3 separate regions of the Mus musculus genome follow, and regions 2 and 3 are each linked to region 1. A link is a contact called in public promoter capture Hi-C data. All regions are on one chromosome and are shown on one strand. The core of a region is the stretch at or near the end of the contact, and the rest is flanking DNA. Distances in the headings are between cores, read along the strand shown.

What was found. Promoter capture Hi-C pulls out the DNA fragments that hold promoters and counts their contacts.
Region 2: a promoter capture Hi-C map of hippocampal neurons shows a contact between it and region 1, with 3 times the contacts expected there. The contact joins the enhancer-like site here to the promoter of Rnf214 in region 1. A contact is called at or near these places in 5 of 39 promoter capture datasets (cranial neural crest, embryonic stem cells, hippocampal neurons and 2 more).
Region 3: a promoter capture Hi-C map of pre-B cells shows a contact between it and region 1, with 2.8 times the contacts expected there. The contact joins the enhancer-like site here to the promoter of Rnf214 in region 1. A contact is called at or near these places in 4 of 39 promoter capture datasets (cranial neural crest, hematopoietic stem and progenitor cells, hippocampal neurons and 1 more), 1 of 115 datasets of contacts at active chromatin or transcription factors (large pre-B cells) and 2 of 9 other capture datasets (adipose tissue and embryonic stem cells).

What each region holds. Positions count from the first base shown.
Region 1 is chr9:45,905,603-45,908,214 of GRCm38.p6, reverse strand. Rnf214 (ring finger protein 214) reads left to right here and starts at 1,304. Exons shown (of 14, transcript NM_178709.5): 1 at 1,304-1,863. It overlaps Pcsk7 (proprotein convertase subtilisin/kexin type 7), which reads right to left and starts at 1,646. Exons shown (of 17, transcript NM_008794.2): 1 at 1,176-1,646.
Region 2 is chr9:44,816,408-44,819,019 of GRCm38.p6, reverse strand. Kmt2a (lysine (K)-specific methyltransferase 2A) reads left to right here. Exons shown (of 36, transcript NM_001357549.2): 27 at 1-737; 28 at 1,234-1,314; 29 at 2,361-2,425. Among named protein-coding and RNA genes, the nearest start is that of Ttc36, 15 kb to the right of the region's middle. Within about 2 kb of position 1,314, at least 5 of the 459 cell types and tissues checked have an H3K27ac peak or open chromatin away from gene starts, as enhancers often do. A contact at or near this core is called in hippocampal neurons, where this site is marked.
Region 3 is chr9:44,865,797-44,868,408 of GRCm38.p6, reverse strand. The region is part of intron 1 of Kmt2a (lysine (K)-specific methyltransferase 2A); the gene reads left to right. Gm39326 (a long non-coding RNA gene) reads right to left here. Exons shown (of 4, transcript XR_870694.3): 1 at 1-2,612. Among named protein-coding and RNA genes, the nearest start is that of Gm39326, 12 kb to the right of the region's middle. Within about 2 kb of position 1,303, at least 69 of the 459 cell types and tissues checked have an H3K27ac peak or open chromatin away from gene starts, as enhancers often do. A contact at or near this core is called in adipose tissue and pre-B cells, where this site is marked.

The sequences.
Region 1 (2,612 bases), core at 55-2,554:
GGAGAGAGGAAATGACTGGCAAGAAGGACTAAGGAGCTGGCCCCGTCTCACCAAGTTGGATTTTCAGTGAGGGCACAGGCTCCAGCCCTGTCTTCAACCACTCAAAGGGGAAAAAACCCCACCAAATTAGAACTTTCGAGCAACTGTGGGGGCAGGAACAAGGCACATGTGGGGTCTTGAGCTCATTTAAAACTCACTACTGTCTACCAAGCCCACACTGCAGCAGTCTTGGTGTCCAGACATACACTTGGATGGTACCGACTTAAAACATTCTGGAAAGACTGTTTTACCAAAGACTCCTTGGACCTCCCTTCCTCTGTATACCAGGCTGGCCTGGAACTCAAGAGAGCCAGCCTGCTTCCGCTTCCAGAGTGCTGGGATAACAAAGGTGTGTGCCACCAACATCCGGCTTAAACAAGCTTTCTTTATATAATAAAGGTTGGCTGAGAACTCTTGCTTCCACCCCTTTACTGCTGTTATTATAGGTGTGGGCCACCATGTCCTTAAGTTCCATGGCATATTTCCTATTACATTCTTCCTGCCCCTGGGGCTGCTTCAATTTGGCCCAAGATACCCAGGTGTCTTCCCTAGTCTGCATATAAGTAAATCCAAAGTCTGGTTTGATAGCAGCCATCCACTCAGGCAGGCTCCTACAATCTCTGTAGGTTCCAACAGAGATTTCTGGAAGAGAAACCGAGTTTTGTTTTTGTTTTGTTTTGTTTGTTTGTTTGTTTTTTTCTCCCTGTGGTCCAGAGGCACAGCAGCACTTATTCTCAGACCTCTGAGCAAGAAATCTTAAGCACTTTCTGAAAATAGACTCCCATCACCCTCAACTAAGGTAGACGGGCACCTTTCCTGCTCAAGATTCTGCTCTTAAACCACCGTCCTTCAAGCCCCGCCTCCCCACTCACAGGAACCAGGGTCTGTACAGAGTGAGTTTTCTGATGCCCCCACTCCCACGCGGACTCAGCTGCTCCGTGCAATGTGCCTCTCTCTCCTTAGGACCGATGCTGTCCGGAACCTACGACCCGGAGACCCGGTCCCTCTGGGGTCGCCCACGCCAGGACCCAAGGTGCCCTCAGCGAAGGACCTCCTCCGCAGACGCCGACCAGCCCCGGTCCATGGTCCCCCGTATATCCGAGGTCCAGCCTCCACTACATTTCTTCCCGACTCACCCACAGCCTCTGTTGCTACTGTCGCTGCTGCTGCTGCCGCCGCAGCCCCCACCCTACGGAAACTCTCGGCTTCCCCGGAGCCGGAGGCGCCACTGACAGCGACATCACTTCCGCCCGGCGCCGCAGCCAATCAGCGGCTGGGCCTGCGGCCTCTTGACCAGCGGGCCGAGCTCCGGGCGCTCCGCCGACAGCTTCTGTCACAGGCCCGTGAGGGCTGTGGGAGTTCCGGCGCCTCGAATCCTCGTGTCCTCCGCCACAGGACCCCCTCCGCCACAGGGCCCTCGTCCTTCATGGCGTCCTCTGTAAGGACCATCCCGGTTCCGACCTCTAAACACCCCTCGCGGCTCTTCTCCGTCGGACTGCCATAGCCTTGACTCTTCCCCATAAACTCCTCAGAGAGGCTCTCGCCTCCATCCGGCCGCCGTCTCTCTGGCCCGCGTGTCCCTCGGGCTCCGCTTGGGTCTCAGGGCTGGTCCCCTCAGCGGCTCCGTTGTCCGGTCGCTGTCCGCGCCTGCCGCCAGAGGGCGCCGTCGGTGGCGGCCGCTCACCCCGCGGGTTCCGCTCCTCTCGCCGCCCCGGCCTCGCCCCCTTGCGCTCGCGCCGCCGGAAGTGGGAGGTGCCGCGCGCGGGCCAGCGCTCGACCCCTCCCCCAGGCTTGGCCGCCCCCTCCCCCGCTCCGCCCGCTCAGGTGCGTCCCTTCCCTCCCCCCCGCTTGGCTCCCCGGGGGCGCGGCGCGGGAGGTGTGTGCGGGGCGGCGCGCGCGGGTCGGGACGGCGGGACTAGGGGGGCGCGGCGGAGGAGGAGGGGGCGGCGGGGAGGGGGCGGCGGGGACAGGGGCGGGAGCCCGGCCTGGGAGTGGGACGGGAGCTGGCGGCCGGTGAGGACGGAGGGGAAGGGGTGGAGGTGGCGCTGGCCAGTGCCAAGGGCCAGCGTAGCGGCAGCTCCCTGTGAAGAGTGGCGGTGACCACCCGGCGCAGCTTCCCCCCATTGTCCCCTTCTGCGTCGCCGCCTGACTGGTGACCATCACTGCCTTGCGGGATTCCCTTGGGCACACTGGGCTCTTGAGCCAGATGTGCGACCCCACCCCCCATCCCTCTCGTTTGGGGCTCTAGCTGCGGAGTTTCACGTATGACCCTTGCCCTAAGGTTTTCGTTTACTGGGCATCGGTGACCCAGACCTTGTTCCCTGTTGGAGGCAATGATCTCGACCCTATTGTAGGCAGACTGATTGCATCCGAGATGCAATAATGGCGTTTCAGGGCCCATTTTCACCTAGGAGCTTTTTATTATGAGAGGAAACTGAGGCACTGAGCTGTGACTATTGATTCAGCCCGACTCGGTATCTGCTCTTGTGCATTCTTCTGGGTTCAGAGATATTCTATTCATGGGATGCTGTCAAAATAAAAGCAGGAATGGGAACTAATCCTACTTTTACCAC
Region 2 (2,612 bases), core at 65-2,564, 1.1 Mb after region 1:
GGTTCGTCCGTCCTGAATGTGGTATCCATGCAAACTACAGCAGCCCCTACAAGTAGCACATCAGTTCCAGGTCATGTCACCTTAGCCAACCAGAGGTTGCTTGGGACCCCAGATATTGGCTCAATAAGCCATCTTCTAATCAAAGCCAGCCACCAGAGCCTGGGCATTCAGGACCAGCCTGTGGCTTTACCACCAAGTTCAGGAATGTTCCCCCAGCTGGGGACATCACAGACTCCCTCTGCTGCTGCAATGACAGCAGCATCTAGTATCTGTGTGCTCCCCTCTTCTCAGACTGCAGGCATGACAGCTGCATCCCCTCCTGGGGAGGCCGAAGAACACTATAAGCTACAGCGAGGAAACCAGCTCCTAGCTGGCAAAACCGGTACCCTGACTTCACAGCGGGACCGGGATCCCGATTCTGCTCCGGGGACCCAGCCGTCCAACTTCACCCAGACAGCAGAAGCTCCTAACGGTGTGAGGCTGGAGCAAAACAAGACTTTACCCTCAGCTAAGCCAGCCAGCTCCGCCTCTCCAGGGAGCTCCCCATCCTCTGGACAGCAGTCAGGAAGTTCCTCAGTGCCAGGTCCCACTAAACCAAAACCAAAAGCCAAACGGATTCAGCTGCCCCTAGACAAGGGGAGCGGCAAGAAGCACAAAGTTTCCCATTTGCGGACCAGTTCTGAAGCACACATTCCACACCGAGACACCGACCCCGCACCCCAGCCCTCAGTGACACGGTAAGTGATGTGCAGCTTAATTCTGCAGCTGTGGGCTTGTGTGCTCTGGGTGTCACGCAGTGGCTCGCAAGGTGCTCTCGTGGTGCTCGAGAATTCTTGTCACTTAGGCTTTCGGTCGTGATCGGCGGTGCTAAGACTAGCTTAGTGCACAGTTTGACGGGAACTGCAGCACTGATTGCCCTTCGCTTTGATGTCAGACACAGTGCTCATCCTTGGACCTGCTTCTGCTCTGCTGTGGTTCAGGGGGTAGAAGTGGGTGAGGGGATGATAGTCCTGTCAGAGGGACGAGGGCTCCTACTGTGGAGTGTCATGGAGCCCTCTCTGTTTTAACAGCTCATTGGAAGTATACCATATATAAAGCATAGAGGACGCTTCCCTTTCCCTGTGCCCCTTACTAGCTTCTGTGACCATAGTTACTGTTGCAGGCTTTTGAACTTTATCTGTCCAATGTGTCTTTGCTGATAGTGGCTTGAAAAGATCCAGTTCTTTCTTGTAGGACTCCTAGAGCGAACAGGGAGCAGCAGGATGCAGCTGGAGTGGAGCAGCCATCGCAGAAGGAGTGTGGGCAGCCGGCAGGGTGAGCTGCAGATGACTGGTTACCACGTGTAGATAGGCTTCCTCCTGAAGCCTACTTGCATTGGGTTTGTTGTCAAGCATGTTCTTGACAGGCATCACATGGTATGGATGTTTTGAATCCCAGAACTGGGGAAGCTTAGGCAGGCTAACCTCTTAGCCACTGAGCCATCTCTCCAGCCCCATAGTTTGATTTTATTCTGCAGATATTTCTATGTGTACTCTTTGTAAACGTGAACGTACTTTTATATTACATGGATGCTTGCATACTCACTGTTTTTGTTTTTGCACTTAATTGGTTTATATAACTCCCTGGGCTGACATGCATGCATGCTGTGTTCCAAGTGTCTCTTTGCTGCTTCTAGTGCTGTTGTATGATCTACATTACGTAGTTGGCTTCATACATATTAGTAGTATGTACTTGGACTGTTTCGGGAGTTATTAAACTGGAAAAAGTGAAAATAGAGGGTATACTGGCTGGTGCAGCTGAGCTGTGTTCTCAGTTAAGCCACCTAACTTAAATTGTATAGCACTGAGAAGTGGCTTTGTAGTTTTTCTACTGTAAGATCAGGAGGAGAATTTCAGCGATAGAGTCCACAGACGCAATCAGCTACTTTTTGCCAACATTTGGGAAGAAATTTCATAAAGGATGGTCTTAAGGCTGGAGAAATGGCAAAGTAATTAGGATGCTTCCAGTTCTAACAGGATCAATCTAGTTACATCTCCAGCTAACAGATCTAACGATCCGTGCTCGGATCTAGTGCATCCCCAGCTGCTGTGGGCACCCACACAGTCACAGGACACCTACACACACTAAACATTTAAAAATCCGCTGATTCCTGAATCTCACAGTGGAAGGAACTGTTCAACACCTGGGCATACATACACCCCAATAATAAATAACAAACTTTAAAGTGCTTTATGCTTATGTTCTTGGTAGTTGTTTTAAATAACTGATGGGGTATATGGCAGATTATGAACAGTTGTTTTTATCTTCGAGTTGAAAAACAGCTGGCCTTGCCTCTCACGTCTGGTTGTATTTTCATTCAGACCAGTGGCTGCTCTTCCAGAGGTCCAGGCAACACAGAATCCAGCCAATGAGCAAGAAAATGCAGGTATGTGGTTGATTAATAGGTTATAGTAGAGAACTCTAAAGCCAGAAGAACTATGTAAAAATCATGTGCGCTGAGCATGGCGGTGCACACTTGTAACCCCAGCACTTGGAAAGCTAAGACAGAATTGCGAGTTCAAGGTGAGACTGAGTTGCATAGTGGCTTGAGGGCAGCCTGTGCTACATGACAT
Region 3 (2,612 bases), core at 54-2,553, 1.0 Mb after region 1:
CTTACTTTCTCTGTTCTTCTTGATTTTGTTTTTGTTTTTGAGACCAGGCTGGCCTTGTATTCACAGAGATCTACCTGCTTCTGCCTCCCAAGTACTGGAATCATAGGCATGCCATACCCGTTGGTCTGTTCATATTCTCTCTCTCTCCCTCCCTCCTCCTCCTCCTCTTCCTCCTCTTCCTCCTCTTCCTCCTCCTCCTCAGTAATTTTTTTTGAAATTCACAGTGCATTCCAATTGCATTCTCTCTTCTTCTTGAAAGACTCCAGTATCAGAGCACTTTAAAAAATACCAGGGACTTTCTTTAAAAAGTAGTTAATGCCATCTAATATGGGCTTCTCAGAACTTGATAGTAAGCTTCCAAACATGAAATAGTTATCAATAGACCATGAGTTCTCCAACTATATTATTTGACCATTATGTCCTAAAAGATAATGAACTGACAGAGACCTTGGAAGCCTTGTTGCTTTCCTAAATGGGATGTTCATGTTATTCTTCACACTGCCTTTGCGGTGAGATGGCCCTGTTTGTTTTAGAGGGAAGGAAGTTGTGGCTTTCTCAGTGATACCCAACTTGCTATTGGTCATTCAGTAGCCCGTAGTCCTAAAAGGAAAGATGAAACTTGATTTTGCATCTTGAGAACAAACCAGGAGAGAACTGAACTCTTACAGTGGAAGCATGCACTTGAGAGCCAGGCATGGCAGCTCTGCCTGCAGCCCCTGCACTTGGGAGGGCGAGCCAAGAGAATCGCTGCTTAGTGAGTAGCAGGCCAGCCAGGACTACATCCCAAGACCTTTATCTCAGAAGGAAAAAAGAAAAAAAAAAAAAGAGGGAGGGAGGAGGGGAGCAAAAAACAAACAAACACCCCTAAACTTGAATTAGGATATAACTTAAATGAAGGTAACTGCTTCAAGGTGGTAAGGAGCCAAGTCCTCTTACAACGAGAAGAACCATCATTCAAAGTGAACTTAGTGTTTGTTTACTATTCCAGACTACAGATCTGGTTCCCTGAGAGAGAAGACTAACTCTCCCCCCACCCCCTGTGATTCTTAACAATTTTCTGCAGTGTGCCTGTTACTCGGGCTCATTTCTTTTTCTTTGATAAACAGATAAGCCAGTTGAGACTTGGAAACTGGGGAGGCTGGAATAGCACTTGATTTCCTTGTTTTCCTGAGAAAAGTTCTCACGTACCCTTGAACTTGCTGTGTAACTGAGGATGGCCTTGAACTCCTGCCTCTCTTGCCTCTGCCTCCAGGTGCTGGAATTACAGGCCTGTGCCCCATGCTCAGCCTTGATTATTTGTTTTTAATGATTCTGTGAAGTAATTTGGGCCACAGCCAAGGATCTGAATAGCCTACTGTCTGAGCTGGTGCGCAGCCCACTGGTTTGCTTTTAAAGACAGATGAGCTCCGTTATGACTTCCTCTTTCTGAAGCAGGTTGGGTGAATTCACCTGGCTCATTTGCTTAGCTCTCTTGGGCATCTTTGTTTCTTGTTCTTGTTGACGTGGAGTGGGTTTGAAGGGCGCTGTCTCCTCCTGTTAAGGTATATAGCAGTTATGGTCCTCGGGTGACAGTGGCTAGGTAGAACTGAATTAAAAGCTTGGAAACTAGAGTCCTTTTTTTGTAGATTGAAGTGTGGCCTCCTATTGTTACTGAAGAACAGTGTGTTACAGTCTTTGCACTCTTTAATCCTGGGTGACCTTTCCCTGTTAATGTTTTTTTTTCAACAACAGTCGGAGATCATATGTAAAAGAGCTTCAGTCTCTCCTCCTGTGGTGCATTCAGACAGCCAACTGTCCCCTGGATGCACCTGCCATCAGAGAGAATCGGCTCTCACCCCCGCTGGCCACTTCACAAGACACTGATGTTAGTTCAGTTACTTTTTTTTTTTCCTTTTCTTCTCTTTTTAAAGCAAGACTGTCATTATGAAAACTAGTAACAGAATTAAGAGCTTCAACCTTCAGATTGTCAATTCCCAAAGTATCTTGCAAAGTGCTATAATTATTTTAGTACTTACATTCATGTTATATTTTAAGCTGAACTTTAAAAAAGAACTTAGATAATAACCTGGGGGGAGGGGTAGCTTGTCAAGGGCTGAGACTCCAGCACTTGTCACTGATTTCTTGGAAATGTGGGGATCCCAGGTTTTATACAAGGTGATAAACATTTAACTACTGAGTTATTGATTTGTTTTTCTTTTGAAGCATGTTTTTGTTTGTTTGTTTTTTGTTTGTTTGTTTTGTTTTAAAGACAGGATCTCATGTAACCCAGACTGGCCTGGAATTCTGCGACGGCCTGCCTGGCTTCTGCCTGGCTTCTGCCTCCCGAGTGCTGGGACTGAAGGCGTCACCTCCACACCAGGAGACTGAACTCTTCCTGGCCCTCCTGCTTCCGCAGTTAGCAGCCCATACCCCGCACTGAGGCAGAATCTTCCTGCACTGCCTAGGCCTGCCTGTCTTCCTGCTTCAGCTTCCTAACTTACTGGGATCACAACAGTTTCTGTGTTTATTTGACAGTTGGTTCTGTTATACTGGGCATAAAACTAGAGAAACTTAAAAACTATTCTCGAAGTGTTTGATAGTGTTTCCTTCTCAGTTTAAGGGAACTTGGCAAT